3 separate regions of the Mus musculus genome follow, and regions 2 and 3 are each linked to region 1. Evidence: chromatin contacts called from public HiChIP or PLAC-seq data. All regions are on one chromosome and are shown on one strand. Each heading gives the region's core, a stretch centred on a gene start, on an enhancer-like site or on the middle of the called end of the contact. The rest is flanking DNA. Distances are from core to core; before and after follow the strand shown. Region 1 has its middle 79 kb from the start of Gm52811. Region 2 has its middle 20 kb from the start of 2210406O10Rik. Region 3 has its middle 17 kb from the start of Sorcs2.

Region 1 (4,079 bases), core at 656-3,155:
GTGGAGAGGAGCCTTTATGGTTTCTCAGGGCTTCCACGGGCACATGCCAGCTGATGGCTGGCTGGTGGATCAAGCATCAGAGCAGAGGTGGGAACCTGCCCAGGGAGGTCCTGCCCACACTGGGGACTGCTACCCTGAAGGATGCCCAGAGGAGAGAGCATGATAGGTCCAGCAGGAGCTGAGTCTAGGACCTACTACTGGGCTTGGCATCTGGATGGAGAGCCATTGGGTCTGAGTTTCTGGGGAGTGTGGTAAGGGATGTATGTGTTGGTGGTGTTCAGGGGCATGGGTTAACCTGGAGGTCCATTCGAGCCACTCATGGCTTAGGTACTGGGTAATGGGCGCAGCCCAGCCATTGATCACAGGTGATGGAGGATCTTACTGCATTGGATCTGGAGATGGGACCCAGACTTCAGGGCAACTGTGAGGTCACAGAGCTATTCATCAGAGAAATTCAGTTTGTGGGGGCCCCTGGGGCTCTGAGAAGGAAGAACCTACCCTCACTTGTCCAGGGTCATCCATTGAGACCTAAGCATTGGCCAAGTGTCACTGAGCCAGTTTTTAAGTGATGTCTTTGGTTTTGGAGTCCCGGTGGGCTGGATGAGAATGAGGGGTCTCCTCAGTGTCATTTAAAGCAGAGGATGACTGAGTGCTTGGCCACAGAGCCCCCTAGGGTACTTGTGCTGTGGCTTATAGTCTGTAACCCGCTGTCACAGAGCCTATTAGGTGCACAGCAGGAGCCTCCGCAGGAAACACTATTAGATGTCTGTGACTTGGGAAGTTTGTGACAGAGACATGGGTTTTATAAGGCTGTTTAAAAACACCTCTCTCCTCATGGGAAGGCAGTCAAGAGCTCAGGTGGGAGGCACATCTGGGATAGAGGCTCCATGGGAGGAGACAGGTATGCATTCCTCCTGAGCTGAAGGTGGGAGCCAGGCAGTACAGGAACATGGTGAATGCCCCAACAAGGACCCTTCGTAAGCACCAGGCAGAGCAGAGCAGCTGTTTCCTGCCTAGGGTGCAAGCCTCCCCTCTAGGAGTCTAGCTGGCCCACAGTGTGGCTCTCTTCAGGCCCACCTGTCTCTAGAAATGCCAAGTGACTGTTCTTGTGCAGACTGGCCAATCCAGAGCCTGTGCCCCCTGCTTCTAAGGGATGTTTGCCTCAGCGGTCTGCCAGATGTGATGCTGAGTGCTACACATAAGACATACTGCTGGTTGGATCTCTGAGGAGCAAAGTGGGGGTCTAATAAGACCAATATGCCCAATCCGTTTGCTGTATCTGGAATGATTGAAAAGGGAGATTAAGGGATCATGGAGGCACCTGAATGGCTGACAGCACAGCTCAGGGAAACCACTCCCAAATCTATACGCATGAGAGAGGCTTCTATCCCCTTTGCTACACAGCATAGGCTTGCCTTAGAATGTCACTGGGCCAAGCTCATATCACACCCCGTAGGGGACCTACAAAGCGGTGATGTCTAATGCCCAGCAGCCTTGAGATCACAGTCTGTCCCTCTAGTGGGCTTACAGAGTGCACAATTGGTTGCAGGTATGTCCACCTGAGATACATGGCTAGGGTGGGACAAGGACTGCTGACACACAGGGAGGGCAAAGAACTCACACAGCCTGGAAAACTGCAATTCATTATCATAGCCCACTGCCTGCATCCTAGAACTAAGGTTGGACCACTCCACCCGATGCTTGCTGCTGACCCTGCATGGTCCAGGCACACTGTACCATGACAACATCTCTGGTTGTCTCTTGTACCAGATGCGGGGACCCTTGGTAGTTCTTGTCTACGGGTGCGCTGGCCATCTTGTCTCTTATGTCTATATTTGGAGGCAGTACTCCTGCTTTATAGCTGACAGGCGGAGCAGAAGGCACCAAAACACACCAAAGGGCTTCCTGTGCTGGCCACGTGATCTGATCAAACCCTCTAGACCTCACGGGAAGAAGGCATGGAGTCTGGAGGTGCTGCAGCCTTTCAGTAGCCTGAGGACACACATACACCACTCTGTCAGCTCAGAACACCATAGTTAGGGTGGTCTCCACTCGGTTCTGTGATCCAAATCTGTAGAGGCCCTCCTCCCTTTGCCGACTTTCCTGCTTGCCCCACCCCCATGGCCATTTTTCTCTCTTCCCCAGATAATTTCCTGTCTTCTGCTTCCTCAGTATCCCCACCTCACTTCTGACTTTCCTAAGAATACAGCGTGCCCAGCACATCTGGCTGCGTTGCCCTGTCCTGGGAATGGGCCCAGCACATCTGCCTGTGTTGCCCTGTCCTGCAGATGGGTACCTTCTGCTCTGGGCTCCACCACACTTGATCTCCGTGGCCTCACTGTGGTGTGACTCACTCGTAAGCTGGCTGCTGTCCTGTCCCAGCCTACCCCTCTCCCCAGGAGCAGCACATGGGCCCATTAGGCACTGGTGGGGCTCCAGCATTTTATACTCCACTTCCACACTGTCTGTTCTCTTGAGCTTGACCGTGCCTGTCTCTTACTCAGCACCCTGACAGGCCCCAAACTAGGCACTCAGTGACATTTTTCTTCAGCCAGAAGTGAGTCCCAGTGGTTTTGTCTTCAGAGCACACTCTCACTGCAGCCACAAGGTCCTGGCTCCTTTCCTAGTTTCCCATCTTGACCTGAGGGCCTATGGGACCATGTCCCTCACCTGATCTAGTTCTTGCCCAGGGCTCTCTCTCCCTTCTCATCTCTTACCTCCCCTGGTCCCACCAATGTAAGGACCAACTCCTCCTGGTCCACTTTAAGATTGAGGCATATCTAGAGCCCAGAGCCCAGGAGGCAGCTGCAGGAACAGGAGGCGCTGGGCGCTGTCCTCCTTAGCTCCCAGCTGGTGCCTGCTTGCCTGGCTCTGCTCTCAGTTTATCCAAGGTTGGAAAGTCACAGGCAGCTATGGGATGGAGCAGAAACAAGGGAATCGTGGGATTCAGGAGGATTGGGAGTTTGGGGTAGGGATTATGTTAGATCACTGAAGTTTGTACCTCTCTGAAGAACTCGGCTAATGCATTCACAGGGGCAGGGAACTGTGATGAGAAACATAAAGACTACCATTTTTTTTTTTTCACTAAATCTGTGCACCAGCCACTCTAGCCCTTTCTCTAGGCTGACCCACAACTCTGTAAGGTCATAAAATTAACTGCGTCACCTTCACTACTCGGAGTCTCTGGTGCTCTTACTATGACGTGAGGACTTGTTTCCCATGCTGGTCCCTGCTGTGACCATGCCAGTCACCCGCTGTGGTCATGGGTGGTCTGAGCATTCTTAGATCTGGCTGGCACCGTGGCTAAGGGTCTCGCTCCACCGTGGAATGGCTTGCACATCTGCTTCAGGGCCACTGCCAGAACTGTCCTGTGAGCTGTGAGGTGCGCCATGTGCTGGAGTTGATGCGCAGCCAAGACTGACGCTGTCATTATGGCTGATTTGTCATTGCCCCGGTCATTGTCATGCTGGCAGGCACAGCTCAATACTGCCTCCTGAGCCCAATACTGCCAAAATCTGGGCAAGTCATTAGCAGAGCTGAACGTGTGGGCCACAGTGACACCAGCTGCAGGCTGCCAATGCGGCCATTAGCCCAGTGGCAAGCCAGAAAGTCCTGGCCTGGGCCAACTGCCATAGGCATGCTGAGCCTGGGATACCTGTGATAGACGAGGGAACATCACCACCAAGTTCCACTGAACATAACCACACGTGGCTGCTGTCCCTGAGGAACCTCCATGATTAGTGATCCTGATATGAGGCAGAGCAATCATGGATGCCTCTCTGTGGAGATGAGCATCTCACAGCTCTCACAGAAGGAGCATGGTGGTACAGGTCTGCATGGTGGTATAGGTACTGAGTGCCTACAGATGCCCCCACACAGAATCTCCCTTCCCTGTGAACCCTGTCCCTCAGTAAGTTACCAGGCCTCGTCTAAGACCTGGGAGCACAGTTAGAAATGGGTAGGAAGCCCTGTGGCACCTGAGCCCTGGGCACCTAGGCTAGAGCTGCAAGGGCCCAGGCAAGTGTACTGGCTGGTTTTGTGTGTCAACCTGACCCAAGCTGGAGTTATCAAAGAGAAAG
Region 2 (4,079 bases), core at 799-3,298, 440 kb after region 1:
TGACTGTCATACAGCAGTGGCCAGGCCCTGAGTCCCTGGAGAAATCTGCCTTGGTAGAATGAGAACCAGTCGAGCTCCCTGGTTCTTGACAGCCCAGGGCACCATGCTGAGGCACACCCTCATTCGACAGTGCAGGAGCTAGGATGCTGAAGTTTGTCATTTACCCAGGATGTGCATCCTAAGTTCTGGCTCCAGCCCAGGACATGGGCCCAGTGAGAATAAGGCTGGGGCCAAGCTTCTGGGTCACTCCGTAGGACAAACTACAAGGCTGCCCAGTGGGCAGCTCAGCATAGGCTCCGCTTACACAGAGGGGATATCTGTGGACCCATTGGCTCAGATACTGAGCCACTCCGTCCATCACTGTCTTGCTCCATTCCATAGACTTTCCATTGGGCTATAGAGGTGAAGGGAATCCCCTTTATAGAGAAACAGAAGCTGCGAACAGAGGTGTTCTGAACTTTGAAGGTTTGGTAGCCTGCTGTGGCAGAGGCAAGGCTTGAACTAAGCATCCCAGGTCCTAAGCCTCCTGTGCCATAGCCCTGTACCCAACAGTCATGTACATGGAGGACCATGCTGTAACCTAGGCAGGACAGTGCTTAGATGTTGTCGTTGTTGTTTTTCCTGTTGCTGTGACAAACACGATGACAGAAAGCAACCCAGGGGAAGGGGGCTTATTTCAGCTCACAGTTCAAGGTGCAGTCTACCATGGTATCTTGTACCATCAAGCTACAAATCAAGGCAGCAGGAGCTTGAAGCAGTTGCTCACACCACATCTGCAGTCAGGAAGCTGAGGTGATGTTGCTGCTGCTGCCCAGTTCCTTTTCTCCACACAGACAGTCCAGCCCCAGCCAGGGATGGTGCCGCCCACTATGGGAGGCTCTTCCCACCTCCATTACTGAAACCAAGAAACCCCCCACAGACATGCCCAGAGGCCTGTCTCCCCAGTGACCTAGAGACTATCAAGTTGACCACTAATGCTAACGCCAACCGTCACAACTTTACTCCTTGGCAGCTTGACTCCCAGACACACCACTTTTGAGCCATAAGCTTCCACCCTGCACATCTGCATGTACAGAACACACATGTATGTGATCTCATGCATGTGCATACACGTAAGTGCCTTCATACATATGCTTGCACAGAGCATGCATACAGACTTCTCCACTCATGTGTCCACAGAGCATATGCGTGCATGCCCTTGCACAGAAAACATACGTGCACTCTCATGCGCACAGGCATGCAGAGGGTGCCTGCACAGTCGGACCGCAAGGGGGTGGGCACCAGCTCACTTAGCACCAGGGCATTGCCTAAGGCTCAGAAGGTTAAGAGAGCCTTATCCAGTGCCCCAGAAGAAGCCCAGTTAAGGTGGCTCAGAGGAAGCCAAGAGGAGCACCATAGGAGGAGCCACAGAGGAAGGTGCTGTGTGGCTGGGAATACCTAGTCCTCACCTTGCCATCCAGCTCCCTTGGCTGCTCAGCCTTGCAGGGTCTGCAGGCCACACATGGTCCTGATCAACCCCCTCAAAGGCCTTGGGCTTCCAGTGCAGAGCAGCAGGAAAGGGTTGCGTGGGTTTTCCTTCGGCTGGCACCATGTTGGCAGAGTACCTAACAGCTCAATTCAGTGACAGCCCCAGGGAGGCCACATTGAGCCAAGGACACCTGACCTCCCCCAGGGACACAAAGCAGCACGGTACAAGGTTGCTCTTCCTGAGCCCTGAGAGGCCATACCCCGTGCCATGATCACCTCAAGGTGCACATTTGCCTTCTGGGAGGAATACAGACTGAGGGTCCAAAAGGGTCTCCTCTTTCTGGCTTAAGGGCATAGTGAACAGGACTTGTTGCACTGATTTCTCAAAACACAGTGTGTGAAGAGAGCTCCAAGAACAAAGGAAAATCAGGACTGTATTTTAAATGCTTTCTTGGCTGAAGTCTGCAGTAAGAGTGAAGGCAGGCAGGCTGCACCATTCACACCCGCTGGCTCCAAGCTGAGCCCCACTGTGCCCCGTTTATCACCTCAAGGCAAAGCATTTGTTTCCAGACAGGGCCAGACACCTGGCGAATAGGCCCAGAAAGACCGGTAAATCAGGCTGACTTGGAGGAACTGAAGGCAGGGGGTGCAGAAGGAGGCTGGACTCAACAGGGCATCGGGCTCTGCCAGGCCTCTGCCAGCTCGGCAATTATCCCAGTATGAGGGAATCAGCAAAGTGATGGGGGTGAGTGCTCCCAGCAAGGAAGCGGGGATGAGGGAGGACAGAAGGTAAAACAGTTCCGTCAGAGCCTGGGGCAGCCGCCCGCCGCCCAGGGGAAAGCAAGGAAATCCCAGTGTGCCCATGCCAGGAGGAAGCAGGGCACACAGGGGACATGGAGAAACTGGGGTGGGCAATCCTGGACTGTGGCTCAAAGGAGGTGACAGCAGAATTAGGGCCTGGATAGAAAGATGGCTAACAGCCAGGCAAAGGGAGCCTGGAGCAGGATCTCCAGAGCTAGGAAAGGAGTGGTCCAGGAGACTGGGTGCCCACGGAGGCCCAAGGCTGGGCAGAGGCTCTTTGGATCTTTGGTTACAATCTGACTACCAGAGACTCCCCAGCCTACACCAGCTCTTCCCTATGTAGAGGTTGGGGGAGGGGTTGGGTAGGTGGGGGAGGGGAGTTGGTTCTGACTCCAACTCCTGAGAGTTCCTGCCTAGCCTCCATAAGACAGAAAGCCTTCCTTCTTAAGACCCTCCCTGCCCATTCCCATCCTATTGCAGCCCCTTAAGGAGACACCTGTGGCTGTCTTTCAGTTGCCCTTTGAAGCTAGCTCATAGATTGTTGCAACTGACCTAGGCTCTTCCTCTCTGAGTACTCCCCAACACTGACGCAGCTCTATCCTAGCCCACCCCCTACCCTGACAGCTCTGCAAGCTGCAGTAGGATGGACCCTCTCAGTGTTCCAGGTGGAACTGCTGGGTTTGCTCACAGGGGATTAGATGGCTGCCTGGAGAAGCACAGGCTAACGCGCCCTTAGAAGACATAGGGTGGGAGCCAGAGAAACAGTCAGTAAAGTGCTTGCTGCACACACAGTGGGCCCTGAGTTTGATCCCCAGAACCAATGTGGGAAAAGCCAGGCATGGTGACACATGTGTGTGATCTCAGCACCCAAGAGGCAGCGACAGGAGGATCCCTGGGGCTTGCCGGCTAGCCAGCCAGGCTGAATTGGCAAGCTTTCAGGCCAGTGATGGACACACATGCAGTGAGAAGACACAGGGCTGCATCATCATGGTCTCAGATTTAACACCACCACAGAAACAAAAACATGGGCGGCAGCAGTAACAACAACAACAAAAGTGAAGGGCACAGGAGATTCATCAAACCCAAAGCTCCCTTTGCTTATCAAAGGACAAGCTCGGGAGCAGGAAGACAATGAGGAAACACTTTAAAGCACACATCTGCCAAGAGATCTTATCAGAATGCTTAAAGCAGTCCTGCAATGGAGGCATAAAGAGACAGCGACCTCGGCAGGTGTTCTACAGAGGCCTATGAAGAGATGCTGGGCTTGCTCGTTAGCCAGCAGAGAGCTACAGATCAAAACCAAAAGGATATAATGACATGAGTCCACAAGGCCAGGAGGAATAAGGATGTGGGGGTTGCTCTGGAAGTCAGTCTGCTCCTTTCTCCCGTAGAATTCCATGATGTGCAGCATGCCAGTTCTGGGTGCAAACCTATAGTGGTGAATCTCCCCCGTCAGTCTAACTGGATTCAAATTCACATAGGAGATGCCTCGGGGCCTGTCTGTGAGACTAGCACCACCGGCTGTAGTCACAGACTGAATAAACAGGAGAAAGCAAGCTATGCTCCAGCAAGCTCTGCTTCTTGACTGGGAAACACAATGTAACAAGCTGCCTCCGGCTGACAGAGGACACTGTGTAACCCCACTGCCTCCTGCCGCTGTGCTATCCCACCAGGATGAACTGCACCCTCAAACTGTGGGCCAAAACAACACCCTCCCTTAAGTTGCTTCTGTCCAGCATTTGTTGTAACAGTAAGAAAAGTAACTAATATAATATCTAAAAGAGATGAAAGCCAATGTCCACACAAAGGTG
Region 3 (4,079 bases), core at 751-3,250, 410 kb after region 1:
TTATAAAGACAGAAATGTGCTTCCACATTGGCTGTCATTCCATGTGGGTCTACCCCATGTTGGACAGAGTGGAATGACTGTACCTATAGCCACTGGTGGCTGAAAGGCCAACAACATGTCCCAGCCTTCTTGCAGCCCCCTACCTCTGTTAGTAGCATCCCATTCTACAGGTGAGAAGAGTGAGGCTCTGAGACATTATGTACACTGTGCCAGGTCCCATAGCCCACCAATTGTCAAAGTCTTACCTTGAACTCCACAGCCTTCAGCCGCAACCCCACCCTCATCCTCTATGCGACGGCCTCCAGATCTAAGGGCCTTAGCTTCTCCAGATCTGAGCCTGCTTGTCACTGAACACTCATCTGGGACCACTCTGTCATAGCCTTGTCCTGCTCCTTGGATCCCTGGGGTGGTCCTCAGTCTCCTCACCCCAGGATAACTCTTCTCTGACTTCAGCTTTCCCAGCTCCCAGACTGGTCCCTTGCTCAGAGGTACCTACCCTCGGAGGCTCATCTTGATCATTGGCTATTGGCACACCTGCCTTACACATCCACTTCAACCTGAGAACCACTCCAAGCAATTGTGTTCAATAATAATTGACATGTGCCTATCACAAAGACGTGTCTCCCACTTTGACCCTAAGAAACTCTGGATATAACATTATCTGGAAGCAGGGTCCTTGTGAGTAAGATTTGCTAGGAATTTCAAGGTTAAATTCAAGCAGTCTGGTTCAGGGTGGATCCTAAACCCCTGACATCACATGGCCTTATAAAACATAGGAAAGAGAGCTAGAGAGATGGCTTAGTGGGTTAAAGCACTTGCCTCACACACCTGAGGACCTGAGTTCAAATCCCCAGAACCTATGTGAAGCCCAATGTGAAAGCACGTGCCTAAAATGCTGTCTTAGTCATAATTCTATTGCTGCAAAGAGACATCATGACCACAGCAATTTGTATAAAGTTTGCTTACAGTTTGGAGGTTTAGTCTGTTATCATCATGGTGGGAAGGGTAGCAGTGTGCATGGCAGACATGGTGCTGGAAGACCTGGGAGTTCTACACCCAGATCCACAGGCAGCAGAAAGCAACAGCAGGCCACTGGGTCTGGCACACTTTCCCCAATGAGGCCACGCCTCCTGGTTCTTCTCAAGTAGTGCTGCACCCCAATGACTAAACATTCAACTACATGAGCTTATGGGGGTGATTCCTATTTTAAACCACCTCATGTTTGTAAGCGAGATGGGCATGAGGACAGTAGAGTCCCCTGAACTTGCAGATGCAAACAGCAAAGAGATGAGAGCCCTGGGTCAAGGTTTGGGTTGTCCTCAAGCATTCCTGTGTGTGCTTTCACAAGCAAATGTCATACTACATATATGCAGTAAGAGAGGGAAGGAGAGAGAGAGAGGGAGAGAGAGAGAGAGAGAGAGAGAGAGAGAGAGAGAGAGAGAGCAGCCTTGGAGGGAAGCCTGTGGAGAGCAAGTGAAGAGGCTGGTGTAGTGTGCCTACAGTCTGAGGCGCACAGACCTCAGCAGCACAGCAGCAGAAGGCAGACAGCGGCCTCTTCAGACTCCCTCACAGACAGGAGTCTGCCTGCCCACACTTTGACCTTGGACTTGTAGCCTTCTCTCCTGTGACAGAACGCTGTGGTCATTTGTAAAGGCAGCTACAGGATAGGAAGGTAGGACCCCACACCCCAGCAGTGACTCAGCCTCAGCCAGTTCTATTCAGAGGAACCAGATTAGTCTGGGCCAGAGCCTCAGCAAGGCTTTGAGTTGTCAGCCAGAGCACCTGCCCTGAGGCCAGCAGGCATACAAGGCAAGTGATTTTATCCTTTCTGAAGACTCAGATGTGGCGCAGTGGCCCGAGGGCCACACCTGCCAGCTTGCTGCCCCCATTTCCTTGTGGCAAGCTCTCTGCTGCTTTTCTCAAGAGGCTTCTGTCACCAGAGCCAGCAGAGGTCTCCTGCATGAACCAACTACCGCAATCAGAATGACAGGAAACAGGGAGGTGGCATGCTCCCACACAAAGTGACTCATGATGGATGGAAGCTGTCAGTCAATTCCTGCTCCCTGTGGTGTGCAGTCTGTGGAAAGGCACAGAGGACTCATGGAGGAAGCTTTTACCTTCATCAAAAGAAGGAGCCGAGGACTGTGGGCTTGCTTCCCTCCATATCTAAGAAGTTCACACACACAGCTAGAAGAAAGCACATTTTCAGGGCAAGCCAAAGAGAAGAGCAGGTTTTGGGCAGTGTCTCCTGGTGGGATTTCCTAATGGAGTTCCATGATAGCAGGACATGACAGCCTCCCCATTGCGATGGGTGACTTCGTGTCCATGTGACAGTGAAATTCATACAAGTGTTTCAGCATGGCTCCTGATGTATCTGTGGTAGTGTTTCTGGGTGAGAATCCTATATGATTACAGCCACACATACACACACACACACACACACACTCCAGGGGGAAGAAGGATGGCATCCCAGGGACCAGGGTCTGGACAGAGTGGGTGAAGTAGGAAGGACCCTGCCACCTGCTTTTACTAGGATGTGACTATCCCTGCTCTTGGCACTCCCATGACTTAGGCCTTCAGACCCAGACTGGGGTCTACATCAGCCGGAGTGGCTGCTCTCAGGATGTCACAACACCACAGGCTCTTCCAGCACTCCAGCTTGCAGGTGGCACATCATGGGTTACACAACCTCTGTAATTTGTAATGAATACCATTCTTGAATTGATAGGTAGGTAGGTAGGTAGATAGATAGATAGATAGATAGATAGATAGATAGATAGATAGATGATTGATAATCAATAGTTAGGTGATAGGTAAATGATGCATAGATGATAGATAAAATGATAGCAGATACATGATTGATAATTGAAAATCAATAGTTAGGTGATATATAAATGATACATAGATGATAGGTAGATAAATTGATAGACTGGTGATGATGATGATGATGATGATAGACAGACATTTGAGAATGAACAGGTGAGTGATGGGTTGGCTGGTAAGTGGATGGATGGAAGGATGGATGGACAGACAAGCAGATACTAACTGTTGTCTCTCACAGCTATGTGACTGTGCCTGATGACACTGGACTACCTGCTAGGAATGGCTGGACGGGAAGTTCTGTGATGTGTATATTTTAATTACAACTTGTGGGTTCTTTTTTGTTGGTTTGAGACAGTCTCGCTGTGTAGTTACAGGCTGGCCTGATCTCACAATCCTCCTAACTCAGCATCCCAGCTCTCACTTCACTGGCCTTCCTTCCCATGCCTCTCAAACCGTGCAGATTGTTCTTTCAGACTTTAAAGCTCTTCCTTGCCAGCTCCAGCATGTTTCAAGGCTGGGAGAGTGTGTCAGGCAGAATCTTCCCTGAGCAACAACTAAGGGGAGGACGATCTTGTTCCACCTCTCGGTGGTTTCTGAGGTCTCAGATGTTGGTCCCATCCCTTGGGCCTGTGGTGAAAAGGACATCACAGCTGAAGAGACACCAGAGCAGAGAAGCCGAGCAGCTTGCCTTGTGGCACCAGGAGACTGAGGAATAACAGGAAGGAGCCAGGGCATGATACACCCACAAAGACACACCCCTAGGCAGGTACCTACTTCCTCCAACCAGGCCCCATCTTCCACGGCCTCCTCTAATAGCCAACTTAGATGCTGAAGTCATCAATGAACATTGGAAACATTTTTTTCTCCCTATCCCCTTTGGCTTTTATTAAGACATGGTAGGTATCATTATGTCTCTTTCACTCTCCTGGAACTCACTCTGTAGACAACGCTGGCCTTGAACTCACAGAGATCTGCCTGCTTCTGCCTCCTGAGTGTTGAGATTAAAGGCGTGTTCCTGCCTGGTTTGGAAACATCTTTACAGAAGCACCCAGAAATGTATTTCACTACACCTCCAGGTGTCCCACAATCATAATCCAATCAAGTTGACAACCAATAGCAACGATCTCAAAGGTTGATTCATTAAGACCATCTGCCTGGAGCTCCCAGTCAGAGATCATGGCTTAGTGGTAAATTGAGCCTGATTCATTAACCATGTCTGCCACGTGGAACATCAACAGCCATGTGGCATGGCTATC

What was found. HiChIP or PLAC-seq counts read pairs in DNA pulled down with a chosen protein or histone mark.
Region 2: an H3K27ac HiChIP or PLAC-seq map of T-cell acute lymphoblastic leukemia shows a contact between it and region 1, with 6 times the contacts expected there. The contact joins two enhancer-like sites. A contact is called at or near these places in 4 of 115 datasets of contacts at active chromatin or transcription factors (T-cell acute lymphoblastic leukemia, double positive thymocytes, embryonic basal ganglia and 1 more) and 1 of 9 other capture datasets (embryonic stem cells).
Region 3: a contact with region 1 is called in an H3K27ac HiChIP or PLAC-seq map of T-cell acute lymphoblastic leukemia, with 6 times the contacts expected there. The contact joins two enhancer-like sites. A contact is called at or near these places in 4 of 484 Hi-C or Micro-C datasets (B cells, the C2C12 cell line, embryonic heart and 1 more) and 2 of 115 datasets of contacts at active chromatin or transcription factors (T-cell acute lymphoblastic leukemia and double positive thymocytes).

The regions. Positions count from the first base shown.
Region 1 is chr5:36,004,401-36,008,479 of GRCm38.p6, forward strand. No RefSeq gene overlaps it. Among named protein-coding and RNA genes, the nearest start is that of Gm52811, 79 kb to the right of the region's middle. Within about 2 kb of position 1,906, at least 36 of the 459 cell types and tissues checked have an H3K27ac peak or open chromatin away from gene starts, as enhancers often do. A contact at or near this core is called in T-cell acute lymphoblastic leukemia and double positive thymocytes, where this site is marked.
Region 2 is chr5:36,443,158-36,447,236 of GRCm38.p6, forward strand. No RefSeq gene overlaps it. Among named protein-coding and RNA genes, the nearest start is that of 2210406O10Rik, 20 kb to the right of the region's middle. Within about 2 kb of position 2,049, at least 30 of the 459 cell types and tissues checked have an H3K27ac peak or open chromatin away from gene starts, as enhancers often do. A contact at or near this core is called in T-cell acute lymphoblastic leukemia and double positive thymocytes, where this site is marked.
Region 3 is chr5:36,413,206-36,417,284 of GRCm38.p6, forward strand. No RefSeq gene overlaps it. Among named protein-coding and RNA genes, the nearest start is that of Sorcs2, 17 kb to the left of the region's middle. Within about 2 kb of position 2,001, at least 64 of the 459 cell types and tissues checked have an H3K27ac peak or open chromatin away from gene starts, as enhancers often do. A contact at or near this core is called in T-cell acute lymphoblastic leukemia, where this site is marked.